Regions from separate parts of the Ovis aries genome. Here region 2 is linked to region 1. Evidence: chromatin contacts called from public Hi-C data. All regions are on one chromosome and are shown on one strand. The core of a region is the stretch at or near the end of the contact, and the rest is flanking DNA. Distances in the headings are between cores, read along the strand shown. Region 1 holds the start of FAM120A (family with sequence similarity 120 member A). Region 2 overlaps FAM120A (family with sequence similarity 120 member A).

Region 1 (7,710 bases), core at 1,458-3,957:
AAATTTTTAGCAGCTAAATTTCTTAGGTGTTTTCCAAAAAGGTGAGCCTGCCTGGTAAGTGTACACCAGGGAATTGAGTCATTACTATATTAAACTGTAAAATTAACATTATATTGTGATTCTATATCAGGAATTCAAAGTTTATCTAAAGCAAAGTGATTATACACTCAATTATATCTTGAGTCCAGAAACCTAAATGGAAGTTATGCTCCTAATTCTAGTTTCTTACTCACACATTGGTCAAAATTCTAAGCACCCAGCAGGTGAGACATTTACAGGGGCGCAAAGACAAGTATCAAGAAATTTTACAACTAAAAAAGTATACAGCAGTTCTTTCAAAAGATAGAGACCATGTACAAACACTGAATCTAATCCTAAGTAAAATTTATGATGTTCCTTTGAAAGCCATTTGACTAAAAAGCTCTTTTCAGTAGTCTTTTCAGTAGTAAGTAGTTTCCATCTTTGCACAAGACAAAAGTGTTAACACTCAAAGCATCTTCTGGAGGTGAATCACATCAGGGAATTACACTGTCTTACTTCTCAGAGAGCCCAGGCTCCAGGGCAGAAAATGCCAGCAGCAGTCCCTTGCTCTCACCCGATCTTCCCCAGGGACGCAGGCTAGGTCTCTGCCATATTCACAGACCAATCGCAGCTCTTCCAGCAGCCTCGACCCGCAGACTTAGAAACCCTGTCACCAATTGCATTAGGATCTGGGTGGGACTTCCGCTATCACTTTAGGCTTAACCACCACCATCTCAGCACAGGCAAGAGCAGTCAGGAAGTTCGAATTTCACAAACTTTGGGATCAAGCACAGTTCAAGCAGAAATAAAGGAATAACAAAGACACTGGAAGGCAGAGTGGCCAAACTCAGAAAAATAAAACAGCCTCCCCCTAAGAACTGTAAAAGAACAATGAAAAACGAGGCAATCAAAACTCAAGTCAAGGGTCACTGGTTTGCATCTTATCTCTACCCTGGCTACTAGGTCCTGAAGCACTCCTTGGCCTGAGTTCAGGGAGGAGCCCTCTGCCAAAAGGAGAGCAGAATGCTGGACAGCCAAAGCTCTGATTACCTGAGTGCACAGCCCAAAGTGGTGGAGTTCTTACTGTGCAGAGAGAAATAAATCCTGGAAACTAATTCACTGACTTTGCCTGATCCTGGACTACTCTTTTCACATCAGACACACAGAACCAAAGACTTTTTCAAGCAAACTAAATCATAGCACTGACAATATCCCATGATTCTTTGAAACCCAACACACAAAAATCCGACGATTTCTCTAAATACTGTTACCTTACTGGGAACCTGGACCTAGCCCTGCGTTCTCAAGAGAAAGCCAACTCCACAGACCTTGCCCAGGTCGAACCAGGGCGACAGCAGTAGGCAGTGGCTGGAGACCCCTTCCTGTCGCCATCTAGTTCACTTGCTCCCACAAAAAACCTGTTGCTGTTCAAGCCTTCCAAAATCGAAAACCAGCATCTCATAAAAGTTCAGGTTAGTATTATGCCTGCTTCAAAGTGTGGAGGAATACTCGGGATCGCAGCGAGTGCCACTGCACCTTCCAAGCTTGCAGTTATCCGCTGGTCCTACGGTTCTCGGTCGGCCTGGTGCAGCCGAGGTTCCCAGACCCCGGGCACTCGGCAGCCGGCCGGGCTCCAGGCGGCGCGTCCATTTTGCAGCAGGTCAGACCTGGAGGGGAGAGGCGCCTGCGGTCCCCCGCGCCCAGACCCTCAAACCCGACCCAACTCCAACTTCAGACCCTGGCCTGCCCAGACCCAGACCGCAACCGAATTCCAGACTCCGACCCAGGCCTGGCCCCTGGCCCCAAACCCCAAACCCGGACTCAGGCCCAGACCCCTGGCCCATCCCTGGTCCCCCAAACTCCAGTCTAACCCCGACCCACCCTCCCTCAAATTCAAGCGACCGCTTAAATTCACGCAGACCTACGCCCGGCCTCGGTCTCCAACCCCGCCCCCGGCCCACGCGGACCCCAGTCCGCCTGCTCGCCCGGCTGGCCGCACCTTGACGTGGAAGCGGATGAGCGCCAGGCGGATGCAGTGCGCCATGCAGACGGGCGGCAGGAACCAGACCTTGGGCGGCGGGGTGCCCTTGTTCTGGACATGGCTGACGATCTGCTGCGCCGTCTGGCGCTCGTTGCCCTGCCGCTTGACCCACTCGTGCAGCCGCGCCTTCTCAAGCGCGCCGTTGAAGAAGACGAAGAGCTCGATGTTGCCGCCGAAGCAGGCCTTGGCTAGCGCGGCCAGGTAGCCGAGCATGTGGTTCCACTGGCCGCCGCTCACCCAGTCGGTGTAGAAGCCGCCGTAGAGGCGATGCAGGCAGTTGTCGGCGTCCACCAGCAGGCGCAGCGGCGTGTGCGGGGGCCGCTGCCGCCCGCCGCCCACCAGGCTGCCCCGGGCCAGCTTCTGCAGCTCCACCGGCACCACGGCGCTCGGGCAGTGCTTCTCGATGTAGTCCTGGAAGCCCTGCACGCCCATGGCGGCGGCAGCGGCGGGCGCGGGGCGGCGGGGCGGCGGGGCCGGGGGCGGCGGGGCCGTGGCGCGGGCCGGGGCCGGGGCGGCGGGCTCTAGGGGGGGCCGGGCCGAGCCGCGGGCGCGCTCATGGCCGCTGCGGCCGCCATGTGCTGCCGCCTCCCAGGGCCATGGCGGGGAGGGACCTGCGCCGTGCGCCGCTCCAGGCCCAGGCCAAGCTGAGGCGGCCTCGCGCGGGCGGGCGGGCGGGCGGCGGCGGGGCGGGGCGGCGCCAGCTGACGTACGCGGGCCGGCGGAAAGGGCGGAAGAGGCGGTGCTGCGAACTGAGGGGCTGGTAACCAGAAGAGGGGCCGGTTCCCGGCGGCGCAGGACTCGGGCTCCAGCTCCGAACTTCGGTCCCAGCCCTGGCAGAGTCCGCGAGGCCCAGCCCAGGAAAAGGAGCTCTCGGGCCGCTGTGCCTGCGCGAGTTCCCAGGAGACGTCGGGGCGGTAGCTTCATCTCGTCCCCTTCCTGGTCTCCCAGAGCTGGTCACCGAGGACCACATCCCCGGCTCCAGGATCTGGCCACCCCGGGACGGCCTTATCCCCGGAAGCCGGTCAGGCAGCCCTGTCCCCGTCCGCGATCGGAGCCGGTCACCTCAACGAGGCCGCGTTCGGACCTACGGATCTGGTTACCATGAAAGGAGCCTCATCCCGGAAGTCAGTCACCCTAAGGAAGCCCCATCTTCTTCCCGGGTCCCGTTATTCCGAAGAGGCCCTGTTTCGTCCCCAAGGACCGGTCACCCAGAGGAGGCCCTTTCCTGTCCCTGTGCCTGGTCACCCCCGAGAAGGCCTTATTCTCGAGAGCCGGCCACCTGAGGAGTCCCAAGTTCCATCCCCAGGAGCTGGTCACCCTGAGAAGGCCTCAACCCAATCTTGGGATCTCGTCACCTCGAGGAGGCAGCGTACGTTTTGAGAGCCAATCATCTGAGAAGGCCTAATGCCTGGGGTCTGATCACCCCAAAGAGATCCCGTCCTGGTCCCACAGGGCCAGTCATCCCAAGGTGGGACCAGTGCCCCGGCCGAGGCGGCTGCAGAGGGAAAGGTGGTCAGAAACTGAAAGTCGGGATGTATCTAGGGGGAGGAGTGAGCAGAAGTCCCAAACGGAGAAAGGAATCAGTTTCTGCGCTGTGTGCCCAAGTGTAGTTACCGGGTTTTGGAAGTGATCACCGGCTCTCTCAACTTAATTGCATCGGTATCTTTAACTTGGGAAATAACTCTCCAGTTTCGGTTGTTCACAAGGAGTAGGGTGGTAATTCTGAGGAAGTTGGAAAACTGGCAGGTTGACCCCACTGCCTGCTGGGTTTACTGCTTCACTGCTTTTTTTGGCATAAATCTAAAAGCCATGTGAGCAGAACCCTCATTGGCCGTTCCCTTTGAGGTAGCAGATCTCCCTTCAGATAGATCTGACTCAGCCCACTTTTCAAAGTGCTTTCACTGTCTGAAGGAGCTGAAGGCTCTGCTTTTTTGTTTTCACAGTAGTAACATTTCATGGCCCAGACACTGAAATGACAATCTATAGTGTAATATACAAGTAGCCTTAGTGTCAGATATCACCAAAGAAACTTTAAAAACAGTAGCTCTGTTACAGCACGTGAAATGCCTCCTTTCTATTTGGTTCCAACTGTGAAATATCTATCTTTAACTCTCTCTTTCTGGAGACTGTGCAGCCCCTCCTAAGGAAAATGGTTTAAATCCTTCTTGCTCTAGTAGCATCTTTTGAAATGAGGTCCTTTCAGGACTTCTGTCCCAGAGCTCTGCAGTAATTACTTTTTAAATGAGGTTAATACTGCAAATATATTATGCATCATGAAAATGTTTTTTAAAACAGGTTAATGTCTTATAGAATAAAGCATTTATAAACTCAGAACTCTTAGGAGTTTGGAAGTGGTGTTTTTACTTACCTCCAACTCTCCTGTCCTTTTCTTTTCTGGAGAAACCTCTGTAGAGGAGCAGGCCCAGACAGCAGGTACAGAGCAGATGGAGCCTGCACCCATGAGGTTCCAAGAAGCCTCCATACTCTATTGTCCCTAAAAAGGCAAGTTGAGTTTTTTCATTTCTTATAACTTCACCTCAAGTATAGGCCAGTATGATACATACATCAGTAAAATGCTCTTAGTATCTTGATAAATGTGTTTAATTTAAAAAAAAACAGATTTTGGAAGTTAAGCCACTCATATACAAAGTTAGTGATGAAGCCAGGATCATATGTTATTTAGAAATACAGTTAGTCATTTAAAGCCACATTAAATACTGACATCCAAAATATTCAAATGTCCTTCTATAATCTACTGTAGGCTCACGGGTTTAGGAGTAGTAGTTCTAATCAGTCGTTGTAATTGAATGTATAGCACTGTGTTCCATATTTACTCATCTATGTACTGTTTTTGTTTTCTTTTAAATATGCTTGCTTTTAAATACTTTGGTGCCAGTGTCTGGGGTTCTGAGAATTAATTTATTTTCACTTTAAGGCAGTATAAAGGACTAAGGTTATGGAATCAGATTACCAAATCTGTCTGGTCCTACCTCTGGGCCCTTGAGTAAATTACTTAAGCTTTTAAAACCTTGGTTTCTCTCATGTGTACAATGAGGGTGTTAATAGTACTTACCTTCCAGATTTTTATAAGGATTAAATGAGATAATTTGTATGCTTGCAAATTTTCAATAAATGTTGACTTTTATAACTATTACTTCCACGTCCCATAATTGTATCAACTTTATCTTTGAGAACATGTAACAGTTATCTTACTTTTTGAAACTTTAAAATTCATTTTCGTAAGTATAAATTCATTTAGGGTTATTTCCCCTATTTAAGTATATGTTCCCATTTTTTAAAAAAAACTCTCTTATGTTTTGAGTAACATTATTAGTGGCTGGCAAAATGTTTGGCTGACCCATATTTTATATAATCTTCAAATTCAGAAGTTGGTTGAAGCTAAAATTTTTAAGTGTCAAGGTAAAAACAAACATCTGTATTTAAAATTTAATAAAATTATAATATCTTCTTGGATTCACAATATATAGTAACCAGTGTTTGGGGACTTTCCTAGTTCCAACCACCTGTATCTTTGGACTTTTCACTTAGAGCATATGAGAAAACTTGTTATTTCACCAAGAGATTGCCCTGCAAGCAAGAAAATGATCTGAAAAATAAAAGTGCTAAAAAGACATGGTCCTATGCTTTATAAAATTTTAAAAAAAGAAATTCCAGAAAAAGTTATGATTAAGAGACAAAGAGAACTAGCCCATGGTGTGCAAAATTTACCATTATGTGGAAAACCAATGATAGAAATACTTATTTTTAGCTGTTTCACTGTTTCAGCCAATTTAGTTTTGATTAATTCATCTACTGCCCAACGAAGGAAAATATTACTTATTTTACTTACATGATTCTTTCCAAATTAAAGTGTTTTACAGTAGAATGATAACTTTAATTTTAATAGTAAATATTTTAATATTCTGCTTAGTTGAGACTTCTATCCAATAATAAGGGGGCTTCCTTGGTGGCTCAGATGGTAAAGAGTCTGCCTGCAATGCAGAAGACCCAGGTTCGATCCCTGGGTCAGGAAGATCCCCTGGAGAAGGGAATGGCTATCCATTGCAGTATTCTTGCCTGGAGAATTCCATGGACAGAGGAGCTTGGATGGCTACAGTCCATGGGGTCACAAAGAGTTGAACGTGACTGAGCAACTAAGCACAGCACAGCACAGCCAGTAATAAAAGGTTAAGCTTTCAGTGTTTCAAGTAAGGTGATTGAGACCCATGTACTTATTAGCATATATTAGGAGAGCAGCAGGCTGGGGCTAAGCGTGCAATCTGTGACCCTGGAAGAGAGCAAATTAATCTCTGCTTGGGATTTGAATGTGTAATATTTACCTAGCACTAATCTGCTAATTGTCAATTTAAATTACCTGGAAGAGCACATATGTATCTGCAGTTTTGAGGATTTTGTTGTCGTTTTGGCATTCTGGAATTTAAAAACTGCTTTTTGCCTTTAATTATGTGGATTTAATCCTGTTCTCTTCAGAAGTATGAATTCATTTTCTCTTTCAAGTATATGTTGTAGTTTTAAATTGTACATCAATGAGAAAGCATAAGTGAATTTCATTAAGTGCAGATTTCTCAGGCTTTTTGAGAATAAAGGGAGTTTCCAAATGTTTGGCTGACAAACATTTGATACAATCAATTGGTTACCATCTCAGCTGAAGAACTGGTTACCATTGCTGTACTCACTGATTACTAATTTCCCCTTCCCTAACTCAAAACAATCGGGAGTTTTTTGGTGTCCATTCTTTCTAAAATCTGTAAAGAATTGTGTCCCCTCTCCACCACTGGGGAAATGCACAGAGGCCTTCCCAGCACTTCCTGGGTATCCAAGACCTCTTGCTCTCCACATCAGCCATTACTGACATGAGCGACTCAGGCATCAGTCTGCCTTCACTCCCACTCTCACTTCTGGGAGCTGCTAAAGAATAAGTAGACAAACATCCACAGGGATACTTTGGAAGACAACACTCAGCTGGGCATATATTTTCTCATTTGAACAGAAGAACTTTACAGTCATCCCTTACCTACTGCCTTATGGAATCTTAAAGTTTTGTTTATTTTTTAAATTTTTTTTATTTTTTGCCACACTCCACAATATGCAGGATCTTAGTTCACTGACCAGAAATCAAACTCATGCCCCCTGCAATGGAAGTTTGGAGTCCTAACCACTGGACCACCAGGGAGTCCTTCTCTGCCCTCCACAATTTATTTAATAAACTAAATTTTATTTTTAAACTATAAATCAAATGAAAATTTTACTTTTTTAAACCAGGAATTTTCATTCATAAGTACAAAACCATTTTAAATTTTAATTATTTAGAGACTGTGCTGTGCTTTGTTGTTCATTCATGTCCAACTCTTTGTAACCCTATGGACTACAGCCCACCAGGCTCCTCTGTCCATGGGGATTTTTCAGGCAAGAATACTGGAGTGGGTTGCCATGCCCTCCTCCAGAGGATCTTCCCAAACCCAGGTCTCCCTTGTTGCAGGCAGATTCTTTACCAAATGAGCCACCAGAGAAGCCCAAGATTATTGGAGTGGGTAGCCTTTCCCTTCTCCAGCATATCTTCCCAACCCAGGAATCGAACCTGGATCTCCTACATTGCAGGTGTTTTCTTTACCCTCTGAGCTACCAGG
Region 2 (7,710 bases), core at 2,552-5,051, 120 kb before region 1:
TGGACATGCAAAAATGCCAAGAGGTGGTGTGAATAGGTCTGGCTAGGTCTACCATGGGTGCCAGTGCCTGCCAGGCACAGCAGGCTAAGGCCAGCCAGGATACCCACCCTGAAGCTCAAGCTCATCTGGGTAATTCCCACCTGGTTTCCACATCACTCCTCAGAGGACTCCCTGATGCCCTCCTCCATCATAGTTAAGTTCCTACTTTCCTCTGCATTTTCCTTCATAGAGTGTATTATCATTGCTATTGCATTTTCACATGGGTTTAATTTTTCATTGCATTTCCACATGACTGTCCACTCAGAGGAAGTAACAGAGCATGGAGAGGTCTCTATTCTACTCATGGCTGAGCCTTCAAGCAGCCAGATGACCAACAGATGGATAAAGAGTCCAGTAGAGATCCAGGAATCTCTCTAAGCATGAAAGACCTAAGATCTTCAGCCTGAAATTAGCCTCTGCCTGCCTGAGAAGCAGGACCATAGTTCTTGCTACAGGCAGGTTCATTCGAAGTGGAACCATTTACACTCAGCTCTGACTGGGCCATTTCCCATCACTGTTCTGGGTGTCGAGAAAAAAGAAACACAACACGCAGAGCTAAGTCACACCCAACTAAGGGTCTGGGATGGTGGAGTTCCCCTCATGGTTTCAGAGACCCTTGGACAGAGCACAGTTTGCACTTACCAGGACAGCAGCATGCAGAGTATATCAGCTTCCTGGGGCTTCCTTGTCAAGGTACTACATTGGGTGACTTAGGACCACTGAAATGTGTTGTCTCAGGGTTCCAGAGGCCAGAAGTCTGGGATCAAGGTGTCAACAAGGCCATGCTGCCTCTGAAGGCCCCAGGAAGGGTCTGTTCTAGGCTTCTCTCCAGCTTCTGGTAGTTTCTTGGCTTTTGGTAGCATTCGCCCAGACTTCATATCGTTGTGTTCCTTTGTGGGTGTCTGTTTCTGTGTCCAAATTTCCCCTTTTTATAGAGACAACAGATTTGTTGGGTTAGGACTCACCCCACTCCAGGATGACATCATCCTAACCTAACTAATTACAACATCCCTATTTCTAAATGATGTCCCACTCTGAGGGACTGGGGTTTAGGGCTCCAACATATGAAACTTGGAGGGACACAGTCCAGCCCATAGCACAAGGTAAAGCATCTGCTGCTGCTGCTGCTGCTAAGTCGCTTCAGTTGTGTCCAACTCTGTGTGACCCCACAGATGGCAGCCCACCAGGCTCCGCCGTCCCTGGGATTCTCCAGGCAAGAACACTGGATTGGGTTGCCATTTCCTTCTCCAGTGCATGAAAGTGAAGTCGCTCAGTCGTGTCCAACTCTCAGCGACCCCATGGACTGCAGCCTACCAGGTTCCTCCGTCCATGGGATTTTCCAGGCAAGAGTACTGGAGTGGTGTCTAGTGCAGAGCTATTGTAGCCTTGTGTACAGGCCAACTGGTCACCTGTGGCCCAGGCTGTCTACAGCAGCCAACAGGACAAGGAGCACAGGACAAGCATTCAATAGCCTGGGCCACATAGGGAGGGCAAAGACAGGGCTCCAGGCAAAGTGGCCTCTGCAAGGGTCACTCTACCAAGTGGGGATTAAGGACTAAATGACTACATAAATTTAGTAATTCTCAGGAAATTTTGAGGGTAGAATAAGTTCCCTGAAAGCGAGAGCTACATCAGGAAAGAACTGGTACCCAGTGTACCAACACACTCTCTCTGAGGCCAAGTATGAGAGGGAGGGTGAGGAGGGAGGTGTCTGAAACTCCCTTTGTCCTTACAGGTGATTGTATGGATAAGGGTACAAATGGTGAATTATTTCTTAAAATTCTTGCCTTGGCCTGGCATTTTAGAATCATAAAAGAGCCACGACATTAGACATTCTTTTGACAATTAGAAAATGGTAAACTGAGGGCAGAGTAAACCTTTGATTGCTGGCAATCAAAGCAATGCAGATGAAAACCAGAAATCCATCTTCTGCATCATTCTAGCAAAGAGTCAGGGTCTGGCCAACACCAAGGACCAAGACAACCAGCCCTCACTTCCCACCTTAGGCAGTCCTTTTGGTAAAATGCTAATCACCTGTAGGGTTTGCATGCCTCCCAGGCTGTGACCACCTGGAGACTGGTCACAACCTCCGAAGGGCCACCAGCGTGCCCAGAACACTCACCCTGCAGCGCTACTCTTCCCCCTCACTCATGGATCCTCTGCATACATTACTTCCTTCCCTGGGCTCAAGCCTGACTGTGTTCTCCACAGACCATTAACCTTCTCATTCCTCATCCCAGAGGTCCTCCCTGCCATGCAACCATCACCCCATTTTATTTTCCTCATCTTCTTCTCTGTCATACTTTTATCTGTACATATGTATACTTCCCCCAGTCCCCAGTTGTAAATGCTCTCAAAGGTAGGGCGCTTGCTGCCCTCTTTGAGCCTCCAGGCCTAGGGCAGTACCCAACACAGATCCTCCATCAATACTGGAGGATGCTAAAGTAAAGCCATGTCCAGCCACACTCGGCAAGCAGATATATCACAGAGCAGCCACCCATGGAACTGTGGGGCTATGGCAGAATATGAAACGTTAGAGAGCCATAAAATTTTTCTAGGTAGGGAGAAAATGTGACAAAATACATATGATGATTTTGTTATTTTCTGTAAAAAAAAATTATACGTTGCATGGAAAAAGGAAAGATAAAGGCTGAAAATTAACAGTATGGTAATTAACATATTAACAGTATTTTGGCCACCTGATGCAAAGAACTGACTTTGGAAAAGACCCTGATGCTGGGAAAGATTAAAGGCAAAAGGAGAAGAGGGTGGCAGAGGATGAGATGGTTAGATGGCATCACTGACTCATTGGACATGAATCTGAGCAAACTCAGGGAGATATTGGAGGACAGAGGAGCCTGGAGTGCTGCAGTGCATGGGGTCGACTTAGCAACTGAAATACAAAAATCAGTAGAAGCTGTTTTTTCAAGAAGAAAGAAAGGGAAAAGTAACCGTCAGCCTAGGAAAGTGTGTGGATTGCCTAGGGGTCAATGCCAGGATCAGAATCCAGCTGCCCTGAGTCCCAGCTTGGCCACCCACAGCTGTTGGCTCTTTGCATATCTCCGGATGCCACGCAGGCCGTCCCTGTGACTCTTGATGTGGGACAGTCGGCTAGCCTATCCCCAAGAAAGCATGGGGTCCTCAGTAGCCCTTTGCTTCCTAGGCCTGCCCCTCTCCCTTCTCCAAAACACAGGGTTCTTCTTCAGTGGGGAGGACCTGCTCCAGAGAGGAGAAACGCGGGGCGGGGGGGAAGGAAGGGTTGCAGTTGTCATGGTGGGGAGCTACCGCTGGCATCTGGGGGCAGAGGCCAGTGGCACTAAGAATACAACCCTCCTCGAAGAGAACCTCGCCAGGTGTTTGCAATGGACACTGGATTAAAAGTGCTCCGGGTACAGAGTCAGGGGAGCCGTATAACGAGTCCTCCCTGGAACTGTCCTTCTGTAAAACGGAAGCCCTCCCTGCTCCCCAGTGTCTCACAAAACGAGGACTAACAAGGACGGGGAACCGGGAGAGGGGGCGGCGGGGGGCCGTACAGTGGCCCTTGGTACTGTGGAACAGAGCACGAAACGAACGCAGAGGAGCTCAAACCCAAGTCCCTGAGGAATGGTGGGGCCAGCACGACTGACCAGACAAGAGTCAGGGAAGTGTGGGTGTTTCCTTTATTTCCTCCAAATCTCAGAGCCACAGTCTGTAGGAGCATAGGGTTAACGGTACACCCGTCAGGACCAGGGCTTGCCTGGAACAGATTAGCTCAGGACAGTGCCTGGCCAGCCCCGGGGACCGGGGACCGGGGACCAGGGACCGCGGTCGGTCTCACAGAAGCCCAGAGCCCCTGGCTATCGGGAACGCGGTGCCGGCGCCCAGCCCCAGGACAGGAGGGGTTTTCTGCGATCGATCGGATTCCAGGAACGAACTTGAGTGCTGACCGTGTGGGGAACCCCGGCCCAACCCTCGCGGTCCCCGAAGATCCGGTCGGCACTCTGAGCGCGGATTTCGGTCCCGGTGCACGCTGTGTAAATACCGAACCGGCCCTCCCCGGCTTCTAGCGGTCGCCTCGGGCCTCGCCTAGGGAGAAGCAAAGGCTCGCACCGGAACGCGGGCCCAAACTCGGGAGAGGTGCGCGCGCAGTCAGCACAGGCCAGCACCCGCCGACCCTGCCAAGGCCCCTCCCCGCCCCGCCCCACGCACGGCCCCGCCCCGCTGCACGCAAGGCCGGAAGCGCGCATCCCGGGAGCGTCTTCCTCTGACTAGGAGGGCGGGCGGGGCCCTGAGGCGGCCCGCCCCTCTCCGCCCCGGGGTTCCGCGCGGTAGGTCCAGAGCGCGCGCCCGCAGTCCCTGTATTCTTGATACCGAGTCTTCTAACATCGCTCCTCCTCCCCACTGCTCCTACTCTCCCTTGCGACTCCTCCCCTCCTGCCCACCCAGTGGAGGCGGGGACGCAGCCCCACCTCCCCGCCAGGCCCGAAGAAAAGATTCCGGAGGAGGAGGAGCCGAGAAGGGACTCACAGACCACCGGGTGTCTGCAAGGCTCCGGGAACAGGCTCGGACGGGCACAGACTCAGATCCCGTTTCCACCGTTCACTAACAGTGTGGCCTGCAATAAGTTAAAAGTCATCTTTGGTGGTGATAATGTCATACTGATAGCACTGTTGTGAACATTAAAGAATCTGGAAAAAAAAAAAAACCTAGAGTAGTGCTTCTAAAAAAGCATGTCCTATTTTAGTATCATCATTTAAGATATTATAACCTGAGAGGTTTGCAGTAGATGTTCACAAGGACCAATAATATGCATTAAATGCCTGCCATTCGGTGCTAAGCACTCAGAACTCGATGACGTAAAAACATATGGAGAAATGAAAGAAGGGACAAATTTGCCACTCACAATTCCAAATGGTTTACTAGATAACTCAAGCATGACTTCCCACTCTGAAGGCTGAAACACGGTGGCTCTTTCAGAGTACAGTACAGAAAGGAGTACTTGCCTGCTAAGTCGTGTCCGACTCTTTGTGACCCCATGGACTGTAGCCCACAGGGATCCTCTGTCCATGGGACTTTCCAGGCAAGAATACTGGAAAGGGTTGCCATGCCCTCCTTCCTCCAGGGGATCTTCCCCACCCAGGGATCAAACTCGCATTTTTTAGGTCTCCTGCACTGGCAGGCGGGTTCTTTACCACCAGGGCCACCTGGGAAACCCATGGAAAGGGGATGGGGCTGGCCAACTTTACAGTGAGGAGACCTGACAACACTAACTCAGTCAGCTGATTAAGGTCACCATCAATGGTGATAAGGAATGCTAATTTTACACAGCCTACCCCAGTCCATTCATGGGGGGAAAAAAAAAAAAATCAGACAACAGTTAAGGTACATTTGACAAAATATCTTGCTGCTCCTCAAGGTTGTCACAAGGTCACCAAAAACAAAGTCTGAGACCCTGTCACAATGAAGAGCCTAAGGAAACATGACAGCTAAATGTAACGTAGTAGAACAAAAAATGTAATGTGCTAGATGTAAACAGCTAAATGTAACGTGCTAGAGCAAAAAAAGTGCACCAAGTAAAAACTAAACAAATACAGTATGGATTTGGCTTTTTAAAAAGTGGTTTAATCAAGATCAAATGTATTTCTTCCTTGGGCTTTTTTTTTTTTTAAGTTTAAATTTCTATTTCTAAGCCTGCTCTATCAAAGAATGTCTTTTTTGTAATTATGAAATTCAGGCATCAGCATCAACATAACTTGCACTTTGGCAACACATGTTCCTTTAGAGAAAGAAATGGAATTAACTTGCAATGGGCAAAATACTTCTAAATTTTGGTTATTTGACTAAGCTCTTTAGTAGCTGTTTCAATTGGCATTAAACCTCAGTAAAATGGATGTTCTTACAAAGAATTTAAAGCCACAACATCTTTATACTAAAAGAATAAAGATTTTTATTAAGCATTGTAAGTTGCATTCAATAGCCTTCAGATACACCACACCACAACCCATCTACAATCAGTCAAACCCAACAGCAGTTCATTCTTGCACAATCCATGAGTTAGGGCAAAACTCCCTTCAACTTACAGTAAGATCCTACTCAGGTCTTGCGGGCAGGGATTGGGGAATTACATCTCATTTCTGATCACTAATGTGTGATGAAGAGCATCAGGAGAATTATATGAAAACGAATAAGAAGTGATTCTGATTTCAAAGTACATTGTTTGGAAACATTAACAAAAACATCAAAATGATATAAGTATACCTGCTTCTACTAAATTCTTGATGGGAAAGTTCTCAAGAACAAGCAATTTGTTTCCTGCTACAGAAGGGGGGGTTGTTTTTTTTTTTGTTTTTTCTTTTAAAGATCAAAGGGATTTTTTTTTGTTTTTCACAGAATTTCATATTTTGCTAATATGAAGGCATAAAACAGCAACAAAGAACAATAATGCATACAGCAGTGAATACACCAGGGTAATGTTGATATTTGAAACAGCTAGATAATTTGGGGGGTTTTAGAATAAATGCAACAGAGGTCAATAATCACAAAATTTTAAGGTTAGAGCAAGATCAGTCAATGACTAAACAGAGTTAACATCTTTTATAGGACTATTACTGATTATTAGCATTTTTGTTTTGCAAATGGGCACATACTGGTAAGAATGGAAGAAAGGACAATAACATGCATAATATTAACTACACACTTTAAAAATTATGAACCATGCAGAAGTTTAGCTCAAGTAAGTAGCACTAATGGTCTACATCCGATTCAAAACCACATAGTTCATTGATCACAGATGCATGGTATTAAGTCACGAAAAGTTTCAGAACACATTGTGTTGATTTTGAAAGGTCATTTGCATCTTCTATGATTTCAACTTTATCTCCATTTAACTTGCTTGTAAAGTATGTATGATGTACTGTATATTTAAAATCAGCAGAACGGCAATATTACTCTATAATTTTTTGTTCTGATAGTTGCACTTTTTTTCTTAACACAAAAGAACCACATCAACAGTGATGAATTTTAAGTAAGAAAGAAAAACTGTGGTTGTGCCTTATTTCTTTCATAATCATAAAATCAAAGCCTTAGACAAAGCTTTCTTGTGAACAGTAATGCAAAATCAAAGATAATGGCATACATATGGTGCCAAATGCTAAAAATGATATTTTAAGCTATATATACTTAAAGACTGCCAAAATTTGTTTTCTTTATAGTTCAAGAAACACAACTATAGGCTTTTGTCATTAACCAGTTTAAACTTTGTGTGTACTTCATTTTAAGTGTGGGAGTCAAATGCTCTTCATTTTCTTTCTCTCTTTTTGTTTTATTGTAGCATTTTGACTACAACTGGTTAAAACTAAAAATGTGTTGTTTAAATCTCTGATATCAAAGAGGGATCCGAATTTCCAAAGTCCTCATTTTTCTCTTACGGAAAGGAAAAAATGTACATAACTGTAGGCTCTCTTTCTCTCCAGATATTCCTAAATCCTTACCCTTCCAGCATCCTTCACCCTCTATAAAAAATAAGTTTACTCTTCTTTCTTTAAGACAGCTGCCTCCAGAGCATCAGCTCTACGGCAAGCACTGTCTGTACTTAGTGCATTTAAGTGAGGATTTGTATTGCACGTCTTAGAGTCATTGTTCAAGGCACTTTCCGAGTGGCTGGGGGCCCTGGTGTCGCCCGCGCTCCCGTTC

Evidence for each region. Hi-C and Micro-C count contacts between places; a contact is called where the count stands out from the background.
Region 2: a Hi-C map of tail adipose tissue shows a contact between it and region 1, with 2.1 times the contacts expected there. The contact joins the enhancer-like site here to the promoter of FAM120A in region 1. A contact is called at or near these places in 4 of 16 Hi-C or Micro-C datasets (liver, mixed tissues and tail adipose tissue).

The regions. Positions count from the first base shown.
Region 1 is chr2:28,124,886-28,132,595 of ARS-UI_Ramb_v3.0, forward strand. It overlaps FAM120A (family with sequence similarity 120 member A), which reads right to left and starts at 2,708. Exons shown (of 18, transcript XM_015093026.3): 1 at 2,021-2,708. The coding sequence starts at 2,494.
Region 2 is chr2:28,003,415-28,011,124 of ARS-UI_Ramb_v3.0, forward strand. It overlaps FAM120A (family with sequence similarity 120 member A), which reads right to left. Exons shown (of 18, transcript XM_015093026.3): 18 at 5,942-7,710. The coding sequence ends at 7,545. Among named protein-coding and RNA genes, the nearest start is that of PHF2, 13 kb to the left of the region's middle. Within about 2 kb of position 3,802, at least 53 of the 54 cell types and tissues checked have an H3K27ac peak or open chromatin away from gene starts, as enhancers often do. A contact at or near this core is called in liver and tail adipose tissue, where this site is marked.